Regions from separate parts of the Hordeum vulgare genome. Here region 2 is linked to region 1. Evidence: chromatin contacts called from public Hi-C data. All regions are on one chromosome and are shown on one strand. Each heading gives the region's core, a stretch centred on a gene start, on an enhancer-like site or on the middle of the called end of the contact. The rest is flanking DNA. Distances are from core to core; before and after follow the strand shown.

Region 1 (6,514 bases), core at 244-2,743:
GAGAGAATCATCGCACATTTGCACATGAAAACAATTTCCCGTGTGTTGGTCATTGCACAATCCGAATAGAATGCATTGCTTGTTTCTTTTCTATGTTTGTCAGGAAGTTGATGTCGGCGTGCATCTCTCGCTCAGCCAGGCGAGGATGTCGCCCCGGACGCGCTCAATGTTCTCCTCCGGCTCGCCGAAGAGCATGGAGTGAAGCATCCCGTCGTACATCTTGATGGTCTTGTCCTCGCTGGCCGCGGCCTCGTGCAACGCGCGGCTGACAGCGGGGTCGGTCACCTCGTCGGCGCTGCCGTGCACGACGAGGAACGGGATGGTGATCTCGCCGAGGCGCGCGCCTAGCTCGTCGGTGGCGCGCAGCAGCTCCATGACGGTGCCGAGCCTGGGCCGGCCGTTGTAGCGCATGGGGTTGCGCGCGGCGATCAGGCGCTTGGCGGGCACCTTGACGGACTTCTCGATGAGGTCGGCCGTGGGCACGATGGGGAGAGTCGGCGCGAACCGCGACACGAGGGTGAGGATCTCCGGCACCGGCCAGCGCGGCCGGATCCGGTCGGAGATCCTGCACATGGGCGCCACCAGCACGGCCCCCGCCCACTCCTCCGGCGACGTGCGGAGGTGGATAAGCAGGCAGATGGCCCCGCCCATTGACTCTCCGAACAGGAAGCACGGCAGCCCGGCGTGCTCCTCGCGCCGCCGGACGGACCGGAAGAAGGCGAGGAGGTCGGCGACGGCGACCTCGAGATCGGGGACGAAGGCCTGCAGGCCGTGGGAGCGGCCGTGGCCGGGGAGGTCGGCGGCGAAGCAGGCGAAGCCGGAGCGGGCCAGGAAGACGGCCGTGGCCTGGAAGGTCCAGCTGATGTCGTTGCCGTAGCCGTGGACCATGAACACGAGCGCCCTCGGCCGAGCGCCGGCGCCCCCACCCGCCGGCCGCCACGAGCGCGTGAAGAGGCGGCGCGCGCCCGCGTCGTCCGGCGTGGTGAAGTAGGAGGACTCGCCCTCCGCGCCGTGGGCCGCGTAGTACTCCGACTCCGTCGCCGGGTGTTCGCCCCAGAAGTTCACGGGCGCCGGCGCTTCTTCCTGAGTCATGGTGAGAGGCGCTGGGGCGTGCGGGCTTTCGGATGGATGGGAAGGGGAAGGGAACTGGTGCCGGCGAGTGGTGGGGGAGTCGTTGCTGCCTGTTGCGTAGCGCCAGGGGAGGCCGTTTCACTCACGCCAGGTTATGATAAGAAGTTTCGGGGGTTGGTGGAACTGTTTGTGCCGTCGGCCCGGGACGCCCCTTATCTCGCGTATAGCGAGACGTAGGAAAGAGCAGAACTTTTGGAACCTGGATGTATATCTTTATCTTGGAAAATCTAAACTGCACCCCAATGCACAGCCGCTTTCCTGTGCGGCGGCTCAGGCACAAATTAGAAAGAGCTTGCTTAGCAGTGTTGTATTTAAAAAAAATATTTATCTCTCAAACCGTTATTTTAATTAATGATTCGTTTTCATCACTAACTTTATCGTAATGAGATCTTTAAAACTAGATCCCATGTCGATATATTTCGATAACTTTTGTTTTTCGTCGTTACTTGTCAGATTACTATCACTTACTTGTCACATTATCTCTCACATAGTTCTCACATTAAATTAACTTGGTTATCAGATTTATGAATGTTGATATACCCTACTGAAAACATGATTCATTGTGCTTGTGCTGGTTCATGCATTTACTTGCTTATTGTTAGTGTTTTAATATCCATTTTTTTTAGCTTCACATAACACTGCAATACTTAAAAAGTATAAAATTATTGTTCGATAACTATGTATAATTTTTATGACAACTGTACACTCGTAAAATGTATGATGACATAAATGTGGCAACTAGGAAAAACGAAAAAAATTCAACAAAACATGTCAACATGGGATCTTATTTTGAAGGTCTCGTCGAGACGAACCTAACGGTGAAAGCGAATCTTCAATCAAAGTATTAATCAATGAGATAAATCATTTTTTCCAACCCGCATGCATGCATAGAGCAGATGATAGTTGAAAGCGACATATGCAAATTTTACCGAGAAGCGACATGCATGCATAGAGCAGATGGTGGTTGAAAGCGACACGTGCAAAATTTAATGAGAAGCGACGAGTGTGTTTAATTGTGGGTTAACAAGCCGCCGCACGGAAAGTCAGCCATGCAGCGCTGCTACGTAGTGCGCTCCCTTTATCTTTATGTTTACCTCTCCCTAATAATAAAGCACGGAACACTTCTATCGTCCGTCGAGGCGTTTTTGCACAAAAGCCCCTCCACTTTTGGATATTCAATCCGCAGTCCCTATGTAAGTGGATCTGGAAAAAAACGTTTTGAGTTTATAAAATAACCCTTGCGTCATGTAATAATTCCGCCCAGGCTCCTTATCCACGTGGTTGGGGACGGCGGTTGCTTGATGCGGAACGATGGCGACGGCTGCTCGATGCGGAAGGACGGTGGCGACTGCTTGGCAGGGGCTGGATGGGTGCACTGTAGAGGATTGGGAGGCCGATTTGGAGGCGGGCGGTGAGGCGGGGTCGCCGGTGACGAAGAGGAAGGCCGGAGCCTGGCCGGGGAGCGGCGGCGGCGAGGACGCGGCGGCGCCTCCTCCTCTCGGTGAGTGGCTTCCCCGCCCTCGCTTCCTCCTCCCATTTTTCTCCTAGCTACAGTTCCGCGGCTCCCGCAGGACGACCTGCGGCGAGGGTTTGCCGCCGGCGTTTTCATTTCCCCTCCCCACGACGCGACGCTGCGCTCCGCTCTCCCCAGCGAGTGCGCGCGCGCCGGGACGAGGCTGAGGCGCTCCTCCACACCACTCGGCCGTTGTGCGCCCGCAGGCGTGACACGGGCGAGCACGCGCCCCTCTCACCGCGCTGACCGCGACGAGAGCACCACCCGCAACGCGCTCCTCCGTAGCAACCTCAAACGAATCATGAACACAGTTATAAGCTTTTAGCTAGATTGTTGGTATGCAATGCATATGAATAGCACATGTACGCATCTTCCAGAGAACCTGACATGTACTCGTGCACCAGGATCCGGTGATGGCCATCTGCACAAAAGCCAATAAGATTGACGACATTTGGGTGGCGCAGCCCGCTCATCGTGAGCGCATGGGCAAGGAACTCCCTGTTATGTTGCTCTGGTGAGCCACTTGGATCAACAGCATGCTGAAGCTTTATAGCAACGACCTACAGATGCAGATGTTGATTGATCAATCATTTTCTTTCCCTCACATCGATCATGTCTTCAAATCGTCATGGTCCGTACGTATATGAAACTAAGTATAAAATAAGAAGAAGAATTGGATTGTCACCTGATTGATGCTCTTCATGTAGCCTTTGTCGCTGAAGTTTCTTGTCACCGTCGCGAGCTCCTCGAAGGAGAAAGTTCGTGGCACGGCGCCAGCGACGCCGCTGGTGTGTGGATTGGTCGGAGCAGAACGTGGGACCTCCTTCTTCCTCGCGCTCAAGCAGGGGAAACAACTTGTTAGGCTGAAAGCAGCCATTGTTGAGCTTGACACCGGCTTAGCTTCCTTTTGCCAGATCTGTCTCTCAACCAGAACAAGATTTGTGCTACATTTAAAAAACAAATAAGAGGAAAACATATTAGCTTCACAGGAGGTCAGTTGACATATGTCCCTAAAATTTCAAACAGCTATGCTATATATGTTTACCGGAGTTTTGTTAGACTCGCGTCATGGGCGGAAGAGGGTTTAAGTTGAACTCACAAGGTGTTAAGGAATAACATGAATCATCTTATAGTCTGTTCTGTTTATACTGAAAGTCTCATGTTGAATTGCTTCAGCGTTTTGAGTTATCTGCAATTTTGTTGTCTAGAAACGAGTTTGAATACGAGTTTCCCCGTGTGGCTTGAATGGAACCACTGATGGCCGGGGCTTGGCCAAAATCCGTTAATCACCCTCAAGAAATGCACAACGGTGCAGGTGGTCACCTTTTTGTCCTGCCACATTTTTATTTCTGAACTTGGCTCAAGTGAAAGTGCAAGACTCTGAACATATATTGGTGATGATATAAGTTGAAAACTATGGCAACTGGCGTTTGTTTTCATGCTACGCTGATGAATGAAGAATTAACAATTATTTCTACCCCAACCTTCACCTTTGTAAGACGTTTTATACATTTCAGACAACACCCAAAACAGTTCAATTTCAGATGTCTAAAACGTCTTAAAAAAGTGAACAGAGGGAATACAGGAGGCAACATATATGTTGTCTGAAAATATAACCCTATGTCATCATAGTACACAAAGTGTAAGTCATACAAACTCTAAGTTCATAGCCTGCCCAATCCCTCTTCATTTTTTCTTGCGAAATACAGAATGAGAAAAGGAAACCACGGGTTTCAGGTCTCGGCGTTTGCATATCTACTTGCACTTCAATGACGGTGCAAGCTCAAGTAGATGTTGATGGAGGACATGAGGTGAGGTGAAGGGGGGACTTCTCAAATACAAAATTCATGATCCAAAAATAGACAATCTAACCCGGTGCAACGCACGGGCATTTTTACTAGTCTCTCCCTAATAATAAAGCAAATAAGGTTTCTGGTCGTCCGTCTTGAAAATTACCCCTAAAGTTTGCATAAATTACCCACCATGCCACCGGTAAGTAATAGAAAACGTTTCACAAAGCGATTTTTTTTGGATTGGGCCGGTCCATGTAAAAATCTCCTATATTACGCTCTGCAAGCTGGGAGAATATCCAGCACACCGTATGACCGGCCCATGCACAAGCGTCTGCTTTTATGAACCCACACATACTTAAAAAATTAAAATGTTTGTGACTTTAAAAACTGCTCGGAGTTTTGTAAAAAATGCTCGCATATACAATAAAATGTTTCCAATTTTAGAAAAATGTTTGTACAATAAGAATAGTCCATGATCTCAAATACAATTCCATGTATTAAAAATTATTAAAGGTATTTAACAAAATGCTTCCTTAATCAAAATATGTTAATGCATTAAAAAAATGTCCTAAATTTTAAAAATAGCTAATGCCTGTTTTGATAGTTTTTTTTATTTAAACTTTTCCGTTACATTTTTATTTATTTATAATTTAAATAATTTAGAATTACAAAAACTTTTGCATATTAAAAAATAGGAATTTCGAATTAAAATGCTGACGAATTTTTATTTTGAATTAAAAATAGGATTCAAAAAAAGCAAAGAATTTTTATATTTTTTTTGCAAATTCCAAAACAATGTCCATAAGTTTAATAAATATATTACTGATTTATAAAAATGTTTGGTTATTTAGAAAACTTCATGCGTTTCAAAAAATGTTTGTGAATTTAAAATAAAATCCTCCAACATCAAAAAATTTGTTCGTATTTTCTTGAATTGGTCACCAATTCAAAAAAATATATTTAAACCCATTCGAAATATAAAAAATATTCACGATTTTTAGTAAATGTTTGTAAATTGTAAAAAATATTCTTGATTTTAAAATTGTTCCCATATTTGTAAAATTGTTCACGAAAGATGTAATGTACATAGTTAAACATTAATGCTTCTAAGTCTTTGTGACAATATATCTGTGTGAGTTTTGAAAAATTAACTGTTGGATGGATCGGATTATTATTGTATGTTTTCTAAAAAAATTCTTGATATTCAGAATAAATCTTTGAGTTACCAAGATTTTTTGACAACCATAATATGTATTTTTTGAAAATGTAAAGATTGCTTTAACTTGTGAATAAATTTAAAATAGAAAACATTTTCTGCATAAAATTTCTAAATCAAGCGATGATATGTGAACATAATGTGGTCACCATCATTAGAGATTATGATTTTTTTCTTACGTGGCAACGCATGGTCCATTTTGCTAGTATTAATAAAGCAATTAGTGCTTCTGTCGTCCGTCATTAACATTGTTCATAAAGTTGATGAAAATTACCCACAATTGCCACTTATAAGTCATAGAAAACGTTTCAAACAGAAAAATTTCCGAGCTGGGCCGGCCCTTGTAGGCACCTCCTATATTACGCTCTGGACATTGGAAAAAGATGCAGCACATCTATTTGGGCCGGCCCATGCATGGCCGTCTGTTCTTTTAGTTTAGTTTTTTTATTTTACTTTTCAGTTCCATTTTTCTCCTTTAAATAATTTAGAACTTCAAATAACTTTTCTTAAATTTAAGAAACTGAGAATTTTTAAATAAAATATTAACAAACATAATTTTTTTGAGAATTCAAAAACTACTCAGGAGTTTTGAAAAATGTTTGCATATACAAAAAAACGTTTAAATTTTAGAAAATGTCTGTAAAATGAAAAAAGTCAATAATTTTAAACAAAAGTCCATGTAAAAAATCTTAAAAACAGTTCGTGCCTCTGTTTTTAGTCTCATTTTTTATTTCCATTTTCTGTTCCATTTTTTAAAATTTAAATAATATTGACTTTTGAAAAACTTTTGCAACTTGTAAAACTGAGAATTTTGAAATAGAATTTTGAAGAAAACATAAAATGTTTGTGAATTCAAAATAT
Region 2 (6,955 bases), core at 858-3,357, 890 kb before region 1:
TAGGAAATGACAGGTTTAAGAAGAATACCGGGGTTCATGCAACACATATACCTGCTTGGGTTAAAATTATCTACTTCAAGATCTTCGTCCCAAAGAAATATATACTTGTACATCGAGACAACAGCAGGATGGAGGAATCTTTTAGCAAACCACCTAAAAGATAGATGTCGTCTTGAAATTAAATGATACCAGATCGGTACAAATTGTAGATAGTCAAGGTCCGACTGCGACTCTTAGTTCAGTGAAAGGGTAGAAAGAGGCCATACCATTTTGTCTGATTAGAAGCAGCGATGTGTATCACACTTTTGCTCCATGGTAGATCATTCCAATCATTGACCTTCCCATCGTAGTGGAATAATATAGCTGTAAAGTTCTCTGCAAGAAACTGAGCATTCAAGAGTTACATGATAATTGTATGTACAAATCACTGCTGGAAGAAGTGGTGAACGAAGTACCTTCTTCATAAGAGCATCTACACTTTTCTTCTGATTTATGCCAGCAGGGATAGCAATCAAGCACCTGTCTTTCTGGTTAGGCTCCTGCTGAGACAAAACACCAACATAGCATTAAATACCGCATATGGCCTTGTACTCTGGAAGGTGGGAGCAGCTAAAGGCTGTTAAATTCGTTCGGAAACTGAAACCAACAGAAATATTGTACTGAAACCAACAATGTTAGGCAGAACAGGTCAACTGACCTCTGACTGAACGCTTCTTGTGAGCCATAGTGGCTTGAGCTCCATGTCGGAGTAAGGCTCCACTATACCATGAGGCAAAAACCCGACCCTAGCAGTAGAAGCAGCTCTGTGTGTCACCTTGGCAGTAGCTCTCCCAGTCCCAGATACCTTAACAGCAGCCCTGTCAGACTCCTGATATGTACAATGGAGCTAGTCAACGCCTCGGCAACAAAAGACTATCTGCTTCAAGACTAGCGCAGCAAACAAAACAATTTGTCCGTTTGATGGAGACGATGGGTTCACATACCATCATCGTATCAAACGGGGGAGCGTCTTCATCCAACTGTAACAGCGGATAATCGGATGAGCTGAGCATCGTCTGTCGAGCAGAATATAAAGGGGAATTTCAGAAAAGGTTGAGCGTTACCGCCGTCTGTCTGCGTTGGTAGCTTGCCATGTTGTAAACCACAAATAGGATTATCATCAAGCACAGAACAAGCAGACGCAGCCTCAGTCTCATCTTAGAGCAGTGACAGCAGCTCCTGTGACCATTCTGCAGAACCAAGCAACCCTGCATTTTAGCAGGATTTCACAACAAATGAAGCATTAAGTAAATGAAGGAAGCACAAGGGAACCCACCTTGTCCCACTAGGCGCTACTTTTCTCCGTTCATGGAACCCTGCATTCACGACATAAAAAAAACTGCAGAGGCTGAGTATGTTTTCAGAGTGACGACAGAACCCTGGGGCGTTACTTGATGAAAACACTGAAGAGAAACGACATTCGATCCCTTTAAAAAATGTCATTCCGTTTGTTCGCTTCGCGCGAGCAACAAAGAAAAAAGGACGGCCCTCTCATCATCAACCAATCAATCAATAAATCCCTTGCAAGCACGAGACACACGACGCACATATTGCCCTGCGCGTCGGTGACGTGACGATGTCTACACATCCACGGCCAAGTCACCCTGTCCACCCGCAGCTCGCGGCGAACGGCGAGGCGCGCTCTGGGATTTGGAAACGCGGGTGCGAGGACGCGCAGCCAGCGCGCAATCGGAGTGTAGAAATCTCGAAACCCAATCGATACACGGAGACGGAGATACTACTGGAGTGCTGGGCATGAGGAGAAGATAAGGGACAATACCGCGGAGGCGGATGGGGCAACCGGGGCGGACGAGGGACGATCGGCGGAGAGGCGTCTCGTCGTCTCCTCTCCTCCGCGCGGAGGGCACGGGCGCCGCTGCTATCTCGTGGAGGAGGAAGAGGAGGAGGAAATGCCTTGGAGAGAGATCGGGAAAGGCACGGGCGCGCGCGGAGGCGGAGCCAGACGCGGCCGCTTGAGCGGGCGGGCGAGACAGCGACGTTCGGAGGAAGGGTGACCCGCACCCGTCACTCGCAGCGGCGCCACGCGAGGTGACGACGACCCGACTGACTGGCGACTGGCGAGGGAGAGAGAGGCAGCGCCGGGGTGATGCCGCCACAGGAGACGGGCGTTGCGCGATGCGAGCAGCCCGTTTCGGCTCGGCTGCCTGCCACGACCGGGTTTTCCGCTTGGTTTGTTTCGTGGTTCCCTCGGTCCCCGCGCGGCCCAGGAATGTGGAGGCCCCGACCCACCACAGCTGCTTCAATTTCAACCCCCTCAAAAAAAAAATGCTTCAATTTCAATGCTACTCTTGACAAACTACCCTCTCTTGTTGCTCCAGATCACGACGTCCCCGAACCAAGAGCAAAAAAGGAATTGACTCCTACAGACATCAACACCTGTCTCCAAAATTCTGCGCTGGCATATACTTGACCAAGGAAAGTTCTAAGGGTATTACATATACAGTTATAACAGACATATATATAGCGCCTAACAACTCGGATCACATCTCTACAGACAAAAGTTGCGCTTCATCTAGCTGACCTTAAACAAAACACCAGGAAAACCACCACTCCTTCCTGTTACAAAACATCCTGATTCCCTTTGCCTAGTCTTTGACAGGGTGGTACACAACACTGGATGGAGCTACTCTAGGACCTCCTTGTAGGATTGTACACAACACGTCTGCATATCCACGGCGTCGCTTCTCCCTGTCACCGTCGAGTCCTCTTCCTGCCTTTGCTAGGACTGTCTTGCGGCGGCACAGTGGCGGCGCGCTTTTGCCCGCTCTTTGGAGGCCGCCCGACCCCTCGCTTCTTGGCGGCTGGCACGCTTCTCTCAACGGTTTTTTCATCAGCAGTTGCCGCTGCATCCGCGGGGTCGTCCTTGGTCTCGCTCTCACCCTGGCTGACAGTGCTTCCGCTCTCCCTTGAGGAAACCTTGCTTCTCTTTGCATCACGAGGCACATGACGTACCGGCGGCAATGTTCGAGAAATTTTCTTGGTTGCAGGGGCACTAGCAGCCCCTGCCGCCGCCTTCTTGCTTACTGGGTCACTTGCAACCCTTGCAGCAGTCTTCTTGATTACAGGCTCACTCGCTATCCCTGCCGCCGTCTTCTTGATTACAGGCTCACTCGCTATCCCTGCAGCCGCCTTCTTGGCTACAGGCTCACTAGCTATCCCAGCCACTGTCTTCTTCATCACAGGCTCACTTGTTATCCCAGCCACTGTCTTCTTTATTACAGGCTCACTAGCTAGCGCTGCCGTGGTCTTCTTTAATACAGGCTCAGCAGCGGTCTTATTGATTGCAGGGCCACTAGCGATCCTTGCCTTGGTCTTCTTGATTACAGGGTCACTAGCTATCGCTGCCGGTTCACAATTAATGGATGGTGCGACTGAACGCTGTTGCAACGTTTTGCATATGAGACCTCGAAGTTCGATTGCAGCCATGTGCTCCAGTGTGGCCTTTGGAAAAAATGTGAGGACATTATTCACAAACACGAGCATGTCTTTTAGGAGCTCCTTGGCAGAAGAGATAGCACCACTCTTGATCTTTGAACGAAGGATTCGGAAGTCCATATGCCGACGGATCATCTTCTTGTATCTAGCTCGCTTCCGCTGTAGATGGAAACAATTGGACATAAGATGACAAAATCAGATTATGTTCATCTCTAGAATAGATCAACTGTACAGAAGATTTGAGCCACTTAAAAGTTCTCTTTCAGAGCATATAATATTACTACGTACACTAACTAACTAACCAGTCTGCCCACTCTAACTAATTGTATGTGTAACTCAGGTAATAAGAAAACGAAAAGGAAATTCACCATGCCCACAAAGATCTGACTTTCTTGATCCTCTCAGAACAAATAGTGGGCAACTCCAATAAAAAAATTGTAAAGGATAAGACTACAATTTAAAACGCCCACAAGACAGATTAAATACCTGGATATCAATTTGGTGTAGCAACATCTTACAGTCACCTTGAGTGGATATATTATTCACAATATCTGCTAATTTTGGTTTTGCTCTCTCACACACAGATACACCAGGCTCTATCTTTCGAGTTTTCAGTTCCTTCATGCAGCCTTCAGAGGGAACCGCTCTCTGTATGCATGGAGTTTTGCACATAGATACACCAGGCTCTATCTTTGGAGTTTTCAATTTCTTCATGCAGCCCTCAGAGGAACCCTCTCCCTGTATGCATGGTGTAGATATATTTTCACCATCTCTGCCACTATCAACAGCCATCAGAATAGCCCGTTTATCCCTCAATCCCCTTTTCTTTCTAGAGCCCCAAAGCAAACCATCTTTGGCACAGAGCTTATTTTCAGCATGGGGCTTTGATAATGTCTCTGCTGATGTATTTTGAACTTTCTGAGATTTCTGACTGTTGCTTGCTTCCTCCGTAAAACTAGCAGCGGACGATCTGTCTTTGGACAATTCTTTGCTCGAAGAAGTAGTATCAGCTGCATTTTCAGTGTGTGAACATGATTCAGTGTGACATCCTAAGTTACCATTATCATGTTTGCTATTGCTGAGGCTCTCAATCACAGACTGCAAGGACCTGGAACAGGGAAAGGCCAAATTGCACATTATTAAACAAAAAGAACATTTTCCAGCCAGATGGCATAAGTAGTGTCTAAGCTAACTTTCACTTGGCTTCAAGATGACAGACAATAATACAAAAATATCTAAACTACTAATGAAGTACAAGTTGTGTTGGGATACCGATCACCTTAACCATCCATGAAACCTGATAAACGACGTTAAAAAGGTGAGACTTTTACTCATGACTAATAATACACTACTTATTTATACACTCCATTTTCCTTCCTAGATTATTCACAAATGCACATGCGCTTATTACTATACAAATTAACCTATTATTCAAATGCATGTAAGAACAAATTAACCCTAGCTAGCTAATTATGTTTTATTTGTCTTAAGTTCAAAGAGTGTTTAAATAAGCCATATAATTAACCCCACTAAATTATATGATTAATCTAATGTTTTGCATTTTTATTTGGTTCTACCTATCAAAATTTAAATTCTTCAAAAAGTGCTCCCAGCCCCTCCATCTCTCTCCCCTGCCTCATGCCCTTCCCTTCATATATTTCCTTGAACTTCAGTCTATATTAGAAAAACTAATGACCAATTATCAGCAAAGATGATTTCAGACAAGCTACTTTCAATCAACCTTGTATCATTCTTTCAGTCATCTGGTCAATGGCTAATTTAGCAGATGCATTATGTATAACGGAAGACGTGCATTGCACGTGGAGGATGACCAGTAACTAAAATATATCCAAAACAAATTATGAAGATTACATGTGAAAATGCCAAAAAAATGCAAGTACTAACCCAATAAAACTTTCTGACTTCCTCAGCTCCCTTTTCAATTCAGCAACTCTCTGCTTGCGAAGCTCCTCAAACCAAGCACTGCAATGAAGCAAATACAATGCTAAGCATACTACTACATCAATGTAAAAGTTACTTTACTATAGGACACAAAAGTATCTATGTTAAACTACAGTAAGTTCAAATGTCCTGCATATATTGGCTAAGGTACTAAAAATTGCATACGAGAATGTTAATAATCATCATTGAATATATTTCTTTACTATGACTTCTCTACCTCATTCCCAGTCCTGCCCAGTGCCATTGATGGGTTAGCACTGAAAATGCTTCTACCAAAAATTCAAACATTGTCCTCGGAATACATCATGGTAACCTCAAACTAAATGGGAAGATCATTAACGTGGACAAGTCAGTACAGACATCACAGGGATAGGTAACACTTACTCGCATGCAGAGTAACGTGCTTGAATCTCTGAAAATTTTGCTTCGCATTCCTGCAAACAAGATAAACAGACACCAATCAATACTAAAACTTCTTCCAGGCATGAGATGGGACAGGCCTCAAGGGATTCAACTTTCCTGCTCACCACACAATTTCAAAATTACAAATAATTTGATCTGCGGGTGTTCAAAATGTTTCGGCGGATAGGCACAAAGCTCCCACATATCCAAACTGTTGGACAAACTGCCCTTGGTAATTGGTACCAAACAAGCAAAATTGTGCTACCTGTGTCGTACTGTAATAATTATATAATATAGGGCCAATTGAAATTATACCACATTCTTCCTCACAAAGGGAAGAAGAAGAAATTATGCCACATTTCATCGGTGGATGGTGGTTGGGCGCTGATTCGTTTCGTTTGGTTCAAGTCAAAACTGTGCCTCACCACTTGCTGCATTTTCAGAACGCGTAACTCATGATCATCCAACCAACAGCACAATCTAAAATGCCAGCCTAATCACAATCTCTAAAATGACAGCCTAATCACAATCTCTAAAATGGCAGCCTAATAACAATCTCTAAAATGACAGCCTAATCACAGTCTCTAAAATGGCAACCTAACATTTGCTCTACATCCATACGAAACAATACCACATCAACAAGGCCGAGAGTGTATCTCCAGGAATGATCACGAAACCCTAGCCAGCACCAACCAAGGATAATCATTTCGGTATCCCTAATAATACGAAAAAACAATATACGCCCTAATCCACCCTTGTCGAAGCGACATTACAGGCACGAGACCGTAATTCGTAATTAATCGAGCAGGAGTATTATTAGGCTAGGGTTCGGCGGTGGGGGCGGACCTTGGGCGAGAAGGAGCACGGGGAGCGGGCGCGGAGCTCGGCGGCGACGGCGTGCCAGTTGGCGTCCCCGTGGCGGAGGACGGCGCCGCCGAGCACGAGCTCCTCCCACGTCCCCCAGGCGACGGCGGCCGCGTCGTCGTCGTCGTCCTGCTCCTCCTGCTTGACCACCACAACCACCATCGGACGGGGCGCTCCCTCGTCCGGGCACCGAGGAAATCGGTCGCCCTTTTTTTTGGGTCGGGGCGGCATG

What was found. A called contact is a pair of places that touch in the nucleus more often than the background predicts.
Region 2: a contact with region 1 is called in a Hi-C map of leaf, with 9 times the contacts expected there. The contact joins the promoter of LOC123425677 here to the promoter of LOC123425672 in region 1. A contact is called at or near these places in 2 of 6 Hi-C or Micro-C datasets (leaf and seedling) and 1 of 1 datasets of contacts at active chromatin or transcription factors (embryo).

The regions. Positions count from the first base shown.
Region 1 is chr2H:162,590,010-162,596,523 of MorexV3_pseudomolecules_assembly, reverse strand. LOC123425672 (caffeoylshikimate esterase) reads right to left here and starts at 1,493. Exons shown (of 1, transcript XM_045109374.1): 1 at 1-1,493. The coding sequence starts at 1,092. The coding sequence ends at 100. It overlaps LOC123429847 (a long non-coding RNA gene), which reads left to right and starts at 2,145. Exons shown (of 2, transcript XR_006622766.1): 1 at 2,145-2,632; 2 at 3,049-3,790. It overlaps LOC123425671 (peptidyl-prolyl cis-trans isomerase CYP37, chloroplastic), which reads left to right. Exons shown (of 12, transcript XM_045109373.1): 12 at 1-43.
Region 2 is chr2H:163,477,758-163,484,712 of MorexV3_pseudomolecules_assembly, reverse strand. It overlaps LOC123425677, which reads right to left and starts at 2,107. Exons shown (of 16, transcript XM_045109381.1): 1 at 1,820-2,107; 2 at 1,316-1,355; 3 at 1,104-1,229; 4 at 984-1,019; 5 at 698-868; 6 at 456-539; 7 at 267-385; 8 at 52-153. The coding sequence starts at 1,196. LOC123425676 reads right to left here. Exons shown (of 5, transcript XM_045109380.1): 1 at 6,706-6,955; 2 at 5,842-5,891; 3 at 5,401-5,478; 4 at 3,982-4,603; 5 at 2,438-3,654. The coding sequence starts at 6,954. The coding sequence ends at 2,752.